Linked DNA regions of Mus musculus: regions 1, 2 and 4 are each linked to region 3. Evidence: chromatin contacts called from public HiChIP or PLAC-seq and promoter capture Hi-C data. All regions are on one chromosome and are shown on one strand. Each heading gives the region's core, a stretch centred on a gene start, on an enhancer-like site or on the middle of the called end of the contact. The rest is flanking DNA. Distances are from core to core; before and after follow the strand shown. Region 1 has its middle 10 kb from the start of Fam71f1. Region 2 holds the start of Hilpda (hypoxia inducible lipid droplet associated). Region 3 holds the start of Atp6v1f (ATPase, H+ transporting, lysosomal V1 subunit F). Region 4 has its middle 30 kb from the start of Tnpo3.

Region 1 (2,700 bases), core at 27-2,526, 160 kb before region 3:
CAAAAAGGATGTGTTGTATCCCACAAAGAGTGAGTTTCACTGTATATAAAGGGAAGAAAAAAAAAAGTCTGTCTTACCTGGATTGTGAGGTAAGCCAGGGTGTGACTTTTGACAAATGAATGACATCAAGGAAAGTGGAGAAGAAGAAAGCCAACCCGAGTGACTTTGGGAAACAGTGTACTGACTGGGTAGCTACCAAAAGAAGTATCTGGAAACTTTGTGCTTTAGTTGATAATTTGTTTCTTATGGGGTATGAGTAAGCAATTCTGGGACTCCTTTATATCAGAGTTCAACAATGTTCATAGATTGCGGAGAACTCCCATGTTGGAGAAAGAAGGGACATCTCTCTACACAGAATCAGCTGTCTTGATTTCTGTCTTCTTTCGCTTCATGTGTTGCTCAAATCAACAACCATGTTCCTGTTTGTTTCCGAATGGGATTCACTGTGGATGAAACAGTCTATTAGCTCATCTGTCCAAAGACATCTGGGCTGTTTCCAGTTTGGGTGATAAGTTGCTATGAACACTTCCATTCATAAATATTCATAGCAGTTTGTAACATTTTAAAGTCTACGTTTAATGATGGTTCTTAAACACTTTAACCTCCCTTATAGCCCAGCACCCACCAGAGGTAGTGGAAAACAAAAGGATATGGGGAAAGCGGTCCTGTTTAGAAAGGTTCTTTGGAGCAACTCCTGTCTGTGTTGTCAGGAAATGAGTAGTTTAGTTCACAGGTTAGCAGTGGCAGTTCGATTCACTCGTAAACATTTCATGGATTCACCAGCAGTTCAGTTTGGTAAAGTTGGGATAGCAAACACAAATTGCAGTGGTGACACTACACAGCAGAGATGGCCAGGCCTCAGCCTCCTTACTGCCACACCCACTCCAGTAGTGACTCTCATGACAGGCCCAAAAGCCTGGACGTAGTCCTGAGGTGAAAATTTCATGGAAACTTAGTCTCCTGGAACCGTGGCATCCTGTAAAATGAACGCTCCAAATCTGTCCTTGCCTTAGTCGGTGAACGGATCTGTGTGCTTTCCCTCAGTATTGTTTTATTATAAGTGACTTTAAGGATTGATTTTGACATATAGCTAAGTTAGATTAGCCTCCACCAGTGTTCCAATGTCCTAGGTAGTCCTTGAGCCAACCCTGGGCTTGGAATTCAGTAAGAATGTTACCTATTCAGTAACATTCAGAATTGCTTCTAGTACTGTAAGGGAGACAGTGAAAGAAATCAGGCATTACGATTCACTAGAATAGAGCTAATAATCTCAGGACTAGTCTACATAATACTTAGAACAATAGATAGCTGAGTCACTCCCATACACAGGAATTTACAATGGCCTAGGAAGAAGGTGGGTTGTGGTTTTAGGAGGAACTGAAGTATTATTCATGAAAGGGTCAGTAGAACGGAATTCCCCTGGTGCATGTTTTTCACTAGGCCCAGAGGAATATCGTATACTAAGGGACCCCTAGTGATGGGTTTAACAGTAGACTAGCATTGCATCAGACGAATCACCTGGCTCCTGTGTTTAGCTGATTTTTTTTTTTCCTCGAGACAGGGTTTCTCTGTGTAGTCCTGGCTGTCCTGGAACTCACTCTGTAGACCAGGCTGGCCTCAAACTCAGAAATCCGCCTGCCTCTGCCTCCCAAGTGCTGGGATTAAAGGCGTGTTTAGCTGATCTTAAGGGCTGTTCCTATCTCAGTTGTAAACACTGCCTGGCTCCCCCCTCCCCCAGCTTTTTATGTATGCATTTTCTTTGTTTTGTGTAAAGTACCATAATGCATCTCAATGTACCTAGGCAGATGTATTCACCTACCTTTCTGGTTTTTCTTCTGTATTATAAGACTGATGCTCACTTTGAAATTACATTCAGATACAGCACACTCCCTTGTGTCCGTATTTGTTTGTCACTTTTTGCTGACTCCTGCCCACCTGTACCACTCCCTCGAATTGAGGGGGGGGCCCGACTGAGGGCAGTTCGCGGCATGTACTAGTCAGCCGGAGGGACCAAGGTCAACGGGAACTCCAGGAGAAGTTCTCTGCTGTGCCTCAGCCGTTAGTTCTATAAGCAAGCTTAGCTCAGCCTCCGTCACTGTCGACTGAGTCTTTTTTATATTCCCTTCAAACATCACGTGTCCTCCACTTGTCTTACCTCAGCACGTGTCTTGTCTCAGCTGACAGCACTCTGCCAATCAGCCTAAGTTCACAGAAGCAGCAAGAAATTGTAGCACACTACCAGAAACTTTTTGGTGTGTTTCTTTTTATGGAATCCCGAAAAATGCAGCTCAACTACGCAATGTAAGGCGAACCAATAATACATGTGTGTCGTTAGTGAAGGATCCTTTATCTCGTGTCCTTTCCCATGCTTGCTTTAGCAGAACATCCTCTCTCCTGTGTCTGCTTCAGCCAAATGTTCTTTTATGAGTCTGTCAGAGCCTTTCACCTGTGTCCACTTCAGCTAAATGTTCCTTCACATGTTTGCCCCAGCAAAACACCATCCAGCTGACTTTCCAAGAACCCTTACGTTTCCACTTCAGAAGCTGTTTTTTTCACATTCCCACTCTCACCCTGCCCCAGATGCCACCAGCTTGGAGCCATGTTTTGATTTTTCCTCGGCTTCCACATTTTCAACAGGGTTAGACGGCCTAAGCCTTACATTACCCATGGCCCTGTCTGATGTTTCTTCAGGATGAGTCC
Region 2 (2,700 bases), core at 173-2,672, 200 kb before region 3:
TCTCCCAAGGGTTCATTGACTCATCCTGGAAGTCATGAGAACGCACACCAACCCCCCCCCTCCTTGTAGTAACTATCGTGTTCACTTAGACCTGCCCCTAATTCTTGAGGGCTTTCCCCACTTGAGGGCTTGTCCCAGGAATCTTTTCTGAGATTCCCCCTTTGGGTCAGCACCTCTCCTTTGCGTTGGTTGGAGCCGGCAGGTGACTGGTAAGGCAGGTCAGTTTCCAGGTATGAAATCTAGACCATGACCTCCTCCCTCTCTAGTTCAAGCAAAAGGCAACTTTAAAAGAAAATAGCTTATTTTTAAAGAAAAAAAAATAATCTAAAATCCAATGCCCTCCCGGGGTACCGGAGCCACTGAAGGCAAGGCGATCCGTCCAAACGCCGTAAAAAGCCGAGACCAAAGCCAGGACAAATATTTTACTTTCATTCGGGAGGGCTCGAGAACAGTCGCAGGTACACTACAAGAACCTGACTCAAAAAACAAAGGAAGGAAGGGAGGGAGGGAGGGAGGGAGGGAGGGGGAGAGAGAGAGAGAGAGAGAGAGAGAGAGAGAGAGAGAGAGAGAGAGAGAGAGAGAGAGAGAGAGAGAGAAGAGAAGAGAAGAGGAGAAAAGGAAGAGAAGAGAGGAGAGGAGAGGAGAGGAGAGGAGAGGAGAGGAGAGGAGAGGAGAGGAGAGGAGAGGAGAGGAGAGGAGAGGAGAGGAGAGGAGAAAAGGAAGAGAAGAGAGGAGAGGAGAGGAGAGGAGAGGAGAAAAGGAAGAGGAGAGGAGAGGAGAGGAGAGGAGAGGAGAGGAGAGGAGAAGAGAAGAGAAGAGAAGAGAAGAGAAGAGAAGAGAAGAGAAGAGAAGAGAAGAGAAGAGAAGAGAAGAGAAGAGAAGAGAAGAGAAGAGAAGAGAAGAGAAGAGAAGAAAAGAAAAGAAGGGCTGGTGAGATGGCTCAGTGGGTAAGAGCACCCGACTGCTCTTCCGAAGGTCCAGAGTTCAAATCCCAGCAACCACATGGTGGCTCACAACCATCCGTAACAAGATCTGACTCCCTCTTCTGGTGTGTCTGAAGACAGCTACAGTGTACTTACATATAATAATAAATAAATCTTTAAAAAAAAAAAAAAAAGAAAAGAAAAGGAGGGCGGAAGGAAGGAACTCCTGCGGGGCCTTCCCACACTGCCCGGGCGTCACTTCAAGTACTGCATCCAGCAATGGGGGAGGGGGTAAAGGCGCCTTTTGGCTCCTGATCTTCTAGAAGGCGGCCGGTGAGGCTGAACCTCATGCTGTTCACTCTGGACTGCAGTGAATCAACCGCGAGCCGCGTGCTTTCCGTGACTCCCCGAGAACTCTGCGGCGACGCTGCTGACGCAGGGCTGGATGGCCAGCGGACGTGCCCCAGGGCGAGCTCGTGCAGGTTCGGTACGCGTGCGCAGTCTCCGAGGAGCCTCGCCCAGAAGGGGCGGGGCTTTGGGAGGTCCGTTTGTCTTTGGGGCTTATTTCTATCCAGAGCAGTGCCTGCGTGGAGCTTCCACGTTGCGACTCAGCCGACCTTCTTCCTTACTCCTGCACGACCTGGTGTGACTGTGAGCAGCCGTCTCTCAACTTTTCCTTCTGAGGTAACTGGCCCAGGACCCCCCAGGCCGGAGGCCGAGACATGGATCCCTTGTCCCATCGGTCGGGCTACTTGCGTTCGAGTCAGGGCTTTGCCTCCACCGGCTCTCTCTGCGTCGCCCAATCTATGAACTCCATGGGCCACCTTTGTTTGCCCACCAGGTTTCACCAAAGTACCTTAGCCTTCCCTTCCTGTCACCGCTTTAGAGTGTTGTGTAGTAACTGCCCCTTTGAAGGCTGAGTTCTTGTCTGTAGGACGACCATGTGGCCCAGAGTACCTTTCAGAGTGCCTGAGCTATTTAAAAGCATTCAAAGATGTTTGGATAAATTAACTAGATTTGACTCTTTGCTATTTTCTGTTTGCTACTTTTTGTTTTGTGGTACTCCGAATTGAACCTAGAATCTTGTATGTGCTAGATACAGCTTATACCACTCACTGGGGTGCATTACCTACCAGCCCCTTATGTTTACTTTTGAGACAAGGCTTCACTAAATCTTCCAAATTAGCTTTGCATTCTCTATAGCTCGGGCAAACCTTAAACATGCATTCCTTCTGCCTCAGCCTCCTTCATAGCTGGGATTACAGGCTTTTGTCACCCTTATCGTTTATATTGACGATATTATATTCAAGAAGTTTATAAATCCCCTGGAGGTGGTGGTGGCGGCGCGGCGGTGGCGGCCCGCGGAGGCCCGCGGACACCTTTAATCGCAGCCCTTAAGAGGTAGAAGCATGGAGGATCTCCGTGAGTTCGAGGCCAGCCGTACAGAGCTAGTTCTAGGACAGCCTGAGCTACACAAAGAAACCATGTCTCTGGAGGCAAAAAAGTTTGTAATCAACTTGGATGTATGATACAGGAGAAACTTAGACAGGTTGTTTGCTCTAGGACATATCCCTATTTCTTATTCTTGGGGCACTATGCTAGGGTGGGCAAGCACTCTATATACCACTGAGTTATATTTCAGCTCACTTTTTTTTTTTTTTCGAGGCAGGGTTTCTCTATGTAGCCCTGGCTGTCCTGGAACGCACTCTGTAGACCAGACTAGCCTCTAACTCAGAAATCCTCCTGCCTCTGCCTCCCAAGTGCTGGGATTAAAGGC
Region 3 (2,700 bases), core at 137-2,636:
CCTTTCTAAGAGTTGCCCTGGTCACAGTGCCTCTTCACATGTGCTGGTGCCCCTCTCATTCCTAAGACAATATCCCAAGCTGGCCTTGAGCTTGTGCCAATCTTCTTGCTTCAAACCTCCTAAGTGCTAGGATTGTTTCTATGCAATTATCTAAATTTAGGAACTAACATGAGGCCTTGCTTGGTTTCTACAGCACTACATAGTGTCATCATTCATTTGCCTATTTCTTTGGTAATTTAATATATATTCAGTAATTGTTAGCCATGTCATAGTTAGCATGCATGTGTACATCATACCGATTCAGACCTTGACCTTCCAGCTAGGAAATACCTGTTCTTGGACAGTTATGGTAGCCTATGTCTGTAATCCCAGACTGAGGCAAGAGTTGAAACAAACAAATGGACAGGAAATAGTGGTGCATTTCTGTAGTCCCAGCATTCAGGAGGATGATGCAGTAGGACCACTGGCTGCAAGTTCAAGGCCAACCTAGTCTACATTCTGAGTTCCAGGCCAGAAAAGGCTACATATAGCAGGTTTCAAAAAACAAACTACCAAATAAAACCAAAAAAAGGGGGTAGGTAGTTTGGCCTAATCCTAATATTTGGATAAATCTTTTTATAAGATTTATTTATTTCATATATGTGGGTACACTGACACTGTCTTCAGATGGTTGTGAGCCACCATGTGGTTGCTGGGAATTGACCTCAGGACCTCTAGTAGAGCAGTCAGTGCTCTTAACCACCTAGCCATCTTCCAGCCCTGAGACCTATCTTTAAAAAAAAAAAAGCACTGGGTTGACCAGATGAACCTCAAGGTGACTCTCATAGGGTGTATTATGACCTCACAAACTTGTGGCCTGCTCCACTGCCACACTACACCTGCCTCCGAAATCACAAATGTAACAACAAAAAGATGTTTTTTTTTTTTAAGTCAAACAAATCAAGCACACACTGTTCTGTTTTGTGTAATGGCGCAGGCCTATAATACCAGCATTCGGAAAGTAGAAGCAATAGGATCTATCCTCTTCTACACTGCAAGTTCAAGTCCGGCCTGAGATAGGTAACCATCTGTCTCAAAAAAGCCAAAACCAAACTAACGTACACTGAAAAGAAAGAAAAAAAAAGTATGTCCCCTAAAGTCTCGGTCTCTAATAACACTAGGTTCAAAAGGCATTTCTTCCAAGAGAGAAGAAATTAAGGACAGAATGCCAGAGAGAGGCCTGTGACGCTCAGCCTTCTGGGAGACGTAGTTCTGTGGTTTGTGTTTCTGGCCTCTATGGCGCAAGAGTACGCAGATTAAGCGGAGTTCCTGCTAAATGCGCATGCCCGGGAGGCGGGGAACTGCGCATGACTGAAGGGCGGGGTCTCTGCGGGGGCGGGGCATCACAGGTGTTTGGGAAGCGCTCTGCCCGGCGGACAGGATGGCGGGCAGAGGTAAGCTAATCGCGGTGATTGGAGACGAGGACACGGTGACTGGTTTCCTGTTGGGCGGCATAGGGGAGCTAAACAAGAACCGCCACCCTAATTTCCTGGTAGTGGAGAAGGATACCACCATCAATGAGATCGAAGACACTTTCAGGTACGGTAGCCTGTTAGGCCTAAATGGGTCCTTCCGCTTGCTACAAGCACGGGGAGAATTGGTGGCCTGATAACCTGGGTGTCACGTGGTGATGGGGACCGGGATGGTCCCGGAAGTCGTCTGTCCACCCTGAGCAGGGGCCTCCGCCATCTAAGTTCCCTTTTGGGGCTCAGTGGGGTCCGGCCTACCGCAGGTCCACGAACTTTCCCCATCACATGATTGTGTGTCAGTTTAGGAGGGGAGTGGAGCTTATGGTCTGCACCAGCTGTAATTGGACGCCTGGAGCCTCTTGCCAGTGCTGACCGGCTTGTTCAGCCCTCTTCCGGGGTCTCTGTAGCGTATTCTCTGAACCTTAGTCTTTTCGACTAAGAAAACTAACCACCTCCAGCGTAGGTCCGGACAGTGGGCGCGTGTGTGTGTGTGTGTGTGTGTGTGTGTGTGTGTGTATACGCTTCATTTATCTTAGAGGCTTACAATTGTCCTGTAAGGTACTGGTTATTCCCAGTTACTAGTGAGAAAAATAAAGGACAATTGGTTAGGGCACAGGCACATTAGCCATAGGAGGCAGAACCCAGGTCAACTCTTTCTTTTTAATTACGGCGTTTGTGTGTGTCCGTGGGTAGGTGTGCACACATGGAGGTCAGAAGACAACTTGTGGAGTCAGTTTTCTTTCCATGGGCTTTGAGGATTGAACTCAAGTAACAGGGCTTGGATAACAAGCAGCTTTACCTGTGTCTTCTAAGTTACTACCCACTCTGTTTATTCAGCTCCCTGCAGTCTGCCATGGGGCTTCCATTTGTCTTGCGCACAATAAGCAAAACATCTGGGAAGTATGGCCTTCCCCAAAGACTTTGTACTTCAGATCTTCACATCATACCCTGGGTCGTAGTTTTTAAAACTGGGTGCAGGCATTCCTTTTAAGCCAGAAAGTGCACTGTTGACTAGAATTGAGGGTGCCAACTCTCTATTTTTTTTCCTCATTCCTTTTCTAGAATTACTATGCCAAATCTCAGGAATAAACTGCCCTCACCTGTTTCCCCTAAATAGCCCAGTCCAGGGATGCTGGCTGAGACTAGTTCCCACAGCCTGGAGCGTGGCAGGCTCTGACCTGGGAGACTGATC
Region 4 (2,700 bases), core at 129-2,628, 170 kb after region 3:
GCAGTGGTGGTGCATGTCTGGAATCCCAGCACTCAGGAGGCATAAGCAAGCGGATCTCTGTGAGTTAGAGGCCAACCTGCTCCAGAGTGAGATCCAGGACAGCCAGGGCTACTGTTTCAAACAACAACAACAACAACCACACACACACACAGAATGGAGGTTTCCATAGCAGAACGACATGTATGAATATAATAAAGACATGTGTGAACTTGTGTAGGAAGAGTTCCACTAAATCTTAACTGATATTCATCTTATCTTTTCAGTTTTTTTAATTGGATATTTTCTTTCTTTCTTTTTTTAAGCTTTATTTACTTATTATATATAAGTACCCTGTAGCTGTCTTCAGACACCCCAGAAGAGGGAGTCAGATCTCCTTAAGGATGGTTGTGAACCACCATGTGATCGCTGGGATTTGAACTCAGGACCTTTGGAAGAGCAGTCAGTGCTCTTAACTGCTGAGTCATCTCTCCAGCCCCTGGCTATTTTCTTTATTTACATTTCAAGTGTTATCCCCTTTCCTGGTCACTCCCACCCCCACCCCTGACACCCCCTATCCCATCCTCCCTCCCCCTGCTTCAATGAGAGTGTTCCTCCACCCATCCACTCCCACTTCCCCACCCTCATTTCCCCTACACTGGGGCATCTATCGAACCTCTATAGGGCCAAGGACCGTAGGGCAGAGGGAGTGGGGGAATAAAGGGAGTGGGAGAAAACCCGCATCCTGCCACCTCTGGGCGGGTGGATGTGGAAGACAGCGGCATGCTTCCTACTCGGCCCAGGTAGGTGATTGGCTGTAGGAAGCCGCGGAATCTCAGCTCGCCAGTGGTGGGGGGTGGACAAGGGGCAGTCTTAGGTAACAAGTTCTTAGTCTCGGGCATCCCAGACACCGCTGGACACTGCAGAAGACCTGAGAACAAAATGGGGGCCCCAGGGTCAGCTTGGTCATCCGCGGGGGAAGGGGGGGGGCGAAGGGAGGAGAGGTCAGGGAGAGAGTGGGCAGTGGGTGGTTCCCACGCCGGCAAGAATCCTTGGTCGTGTCTGTGGCTGGAGTGCAGGAAGGCCTTATGGCAGGAGGTTAGAGACGTGGTTGGGGGAAATCCTATCCCATCGTTCAAGCATGGCAGGCTTTGACTTGACGAGCAGAGACAGTCTATGGTTTTAGAGCTTTATTGTAGAAAGGCAAAGATAAAGAGAGAAGGTAGAAAGAGGGCCTTGTGGAGGGGAAGGGGAGGGAGAGGGAGAAGGAGAGCTAGAGATAAGAGTAAGAAAGGTGAGAGCTTAAAAGGAGGAGGGGCCAAGCAGCCCCTATTATAGTGGGCTGGGCTATCCTGCTGTTGTGAGGTAACTGTGGGGAGGAGACTACCTGGCTATAGTCAGGTAACTGTCGGGGTGGAGTCTAGACAGAATGCCAGGAGCTTGGGGCTTTATCTGTGTGATGGATAGTCATACACCTCTCCTGCAGGGGGCTGTGGGGGTGGTAACTTCGACAGGTGCCAGGGGTTCAGGAGACATGATTGAACACCTGTTCCATGTAGGTGGAGATCCCCAGGGTTCCAGACCTTTGCTCGACCAGACCAGGCTGTCTGTGCACAGCCCACTGCCCCACAAAGGACCTCTCCTCCCACTAATGCATGACAAGGCCATCCTCTGTAATATATGCAGCTGGAGCCACGTGTACTCTTTTGTTGATGGATTAGTCCCTGAGAGCTCTTGGGGGACTGGTTGGTTGCTATTGTTGTTCTTCCTGTGGGGTTGCAAACCCCTTCAACTCCTTCAGTTCTTTCTCTAGCTCCTCTATTGGGTACCGCTCGCTCAGTCCAATGGTTGGCTGCATCAGCCTCTCCGTATATATCAGGTACTGGCAGAGCCTCTCAGGAGACAGCTATATCAGGCTCCTGTCAGCATGTACTTCTTAGCATTCACAATAGTATCAGCATTTATTGACTGTATATGGGATGGATCCCCAGGTGGAGCAGTCTCTGGATGGCCTTTCCTTCAGTCTCTGCTCCACACTTTGTCTCCATATTTGCTCCCGTGAGTATTTTGTTCTCCTTCTAAGAAGGACTGAAGCACCCACACTTTGGTCATCCTTCTTCTTGAGCTTCATGTGGTCTGTATCTTTTCAGGTTTTTTGTTTTTTTATGTATTTATTTTTTGGTTTTTTGAGACAGTATAGCCCTGGCTGTCCTGGAACTCACTCTATAGACCAGGCTGGCCTTAAACTCAGAAATCTGCCTGCCTCTGCCTCCCAAGCACTGGGATTAAAGGCGTGTGCCACCACTGCCCCAGCATCTTTTTAGTTTTAAATGCAGAAAAACAACAAGGGCCTGGAGAGAGAGACAGCTTGCTGGCTAAGCACACCAGCTAGTTAACAAGCTGTACCACCAGCCCAGCTGGTGTCCACTGCTCTATTCTGGCCTCCATGAGCACTGAATGCCTATGGTGCACAAATAGATGCAGGCAAAACACCCATACACAGAAAAGAACAAATTTTAATTAAAATAATTCAACTGATCCAGATGGTGGTGGCACATGCCTTTAATTCCCAACACTTGGAAGGCAGAAGCAGGTGGATCTCTATGAGTTTGAGGCCAGCTTCGTCTACAAAATTAGTTCCAGGACAGCCAGGGTTACACAGTGGAACTCTGTCTCAGGGAAAAAAAAAATCAACTGAAGAATGGGTAAATAAACAGTGGTACA

The links. Promoter capture Hi-C pulls out the DNA fragments that hold promoters and counts their contacts. HiChIP or PLAC-seq counts read pairs in DNA pulled down with a chosen protein or histone mark. Capture Hi-C pulls out chosen DNA fragments and counts their contacts.
Region 1: a contact with region 3 is called in an H3K27ac HiChIP or PLAC-seq map of embryonic stem cells, with 7 read pairs. The contact joins the enhancer-like site here to the promoter of Atp6v1f in region 3. A contact is called at or near these places in 3 of 39 promoter capture datasets (HPC-7-derived erythroid cells, embryonic stem cells and maxillary cranial neural crest), 2 of 115 datasets of contacts at active chromatin or transcription factors (embryonic stem cells and pancreatic cancer cells) and 1 of 9 other capture datasets (adipose tissue).
Region 2: a contact with region 3 is called in a promoter capture Hi-C map of adipose tissue. The contact joins the promoter of Hilpda here to the promoter of Atp6v1f in region 3. A contact is called at or near these places in 2 of 39 promoter capture datasets (neural stem cells and pre-B cells), 1 of 484 Hi-C or Micro-C datasets (rod photoreceptor), 2 of 115 datasets of contacts at active chromatin or transcription factors (memory CD8 T cells and pancreatic cancer cells) and 2 of 9 other capture datasets (adipose tissue and liver).
Region 4: a contact with region 3 is called in a promoter capture Hi-C map of embryonic stem cells, with 2.8 times the contacts expected there. The contact joins the enhancer-like site here to the promoter of Atp6v1f in region 3. A contact is called at or near these places in 4 of 39 promoter capture datasets (HPC-7-derived erythroid cells, embryonic stem cells and neutrophils), 3 of 15 datasets of contacts at CTCF or cohesin (the NIH/3T3 cell line, large pre-B cells and pro-B cells), 7 of 484 Hi-C or Micro-C datasets (CD8 T cells, MC3T3-E1-derived osteoblasts, bone marrow-derived macrophages and 4 more), 3 of 115 datasets of contacts at active chromatin or transcription factors (the 230-238 cell line, embryonic stem cells and large pre-B cells) and 1 of 9 other capture datasets (liver).

What each region holds. Positions count from the first base shown.
Region 1 is chr6:29,307,310-29,310,009 of GRCm38.p6, forward strand. No RefSeq gene overlaps it. Among named protein-coding and RNA genes, the nearest start is that of Fam71f1, 10 kb to the right of the region's middle. Within about 2 kb of position 1,277, at least 27 of the 459 cell types and tissues checked have an H3K27ac peak or open chromatin away from gene starts, as enhancers often do. A contact at or near this core is called in embryonic stem cells and pancreatic cancer cells, where this site is marked.
Region 2 is chr6:29,271,204-29,273,903 of GRCm38.p6, forward strand. Hilpda (hypoxia inducible lipid droplet associated) reads left to right here and starts at 1,423. Exons shown (of 2, transcript NM_023516.5): 1 at 1,423-1,607.
Region 3 is chr6:29,466,397-29,469,096 of GRCm38.p6, forward strand. It overlaps Atp6v1f (ATPase, H+ transporting, lysosomal V1 subunit F), which reads left to right and starts at 1,387. Exons shown (of 2, transcript NM_025381.2): 1 at 1,387-1,578. The coding sequence starts at 1,421.
Region 4 is chr6:29,638,428-29,641,127 of GRCm38.p6, forward strand. No RefSeq gene overlaps it. Among named protein-coding and RNA genes, the nearest start is that of Tnpo3, 30 kb to the left of the region's middle. Within about 2 kb of position 1,379, at least 16 of the 459 cell types and tissues checked have an H3K27ac peak or open chromatin away from gene starts, as enhancers often do. A contact at or near this core is called in embryonic stem cells, where this site is marked.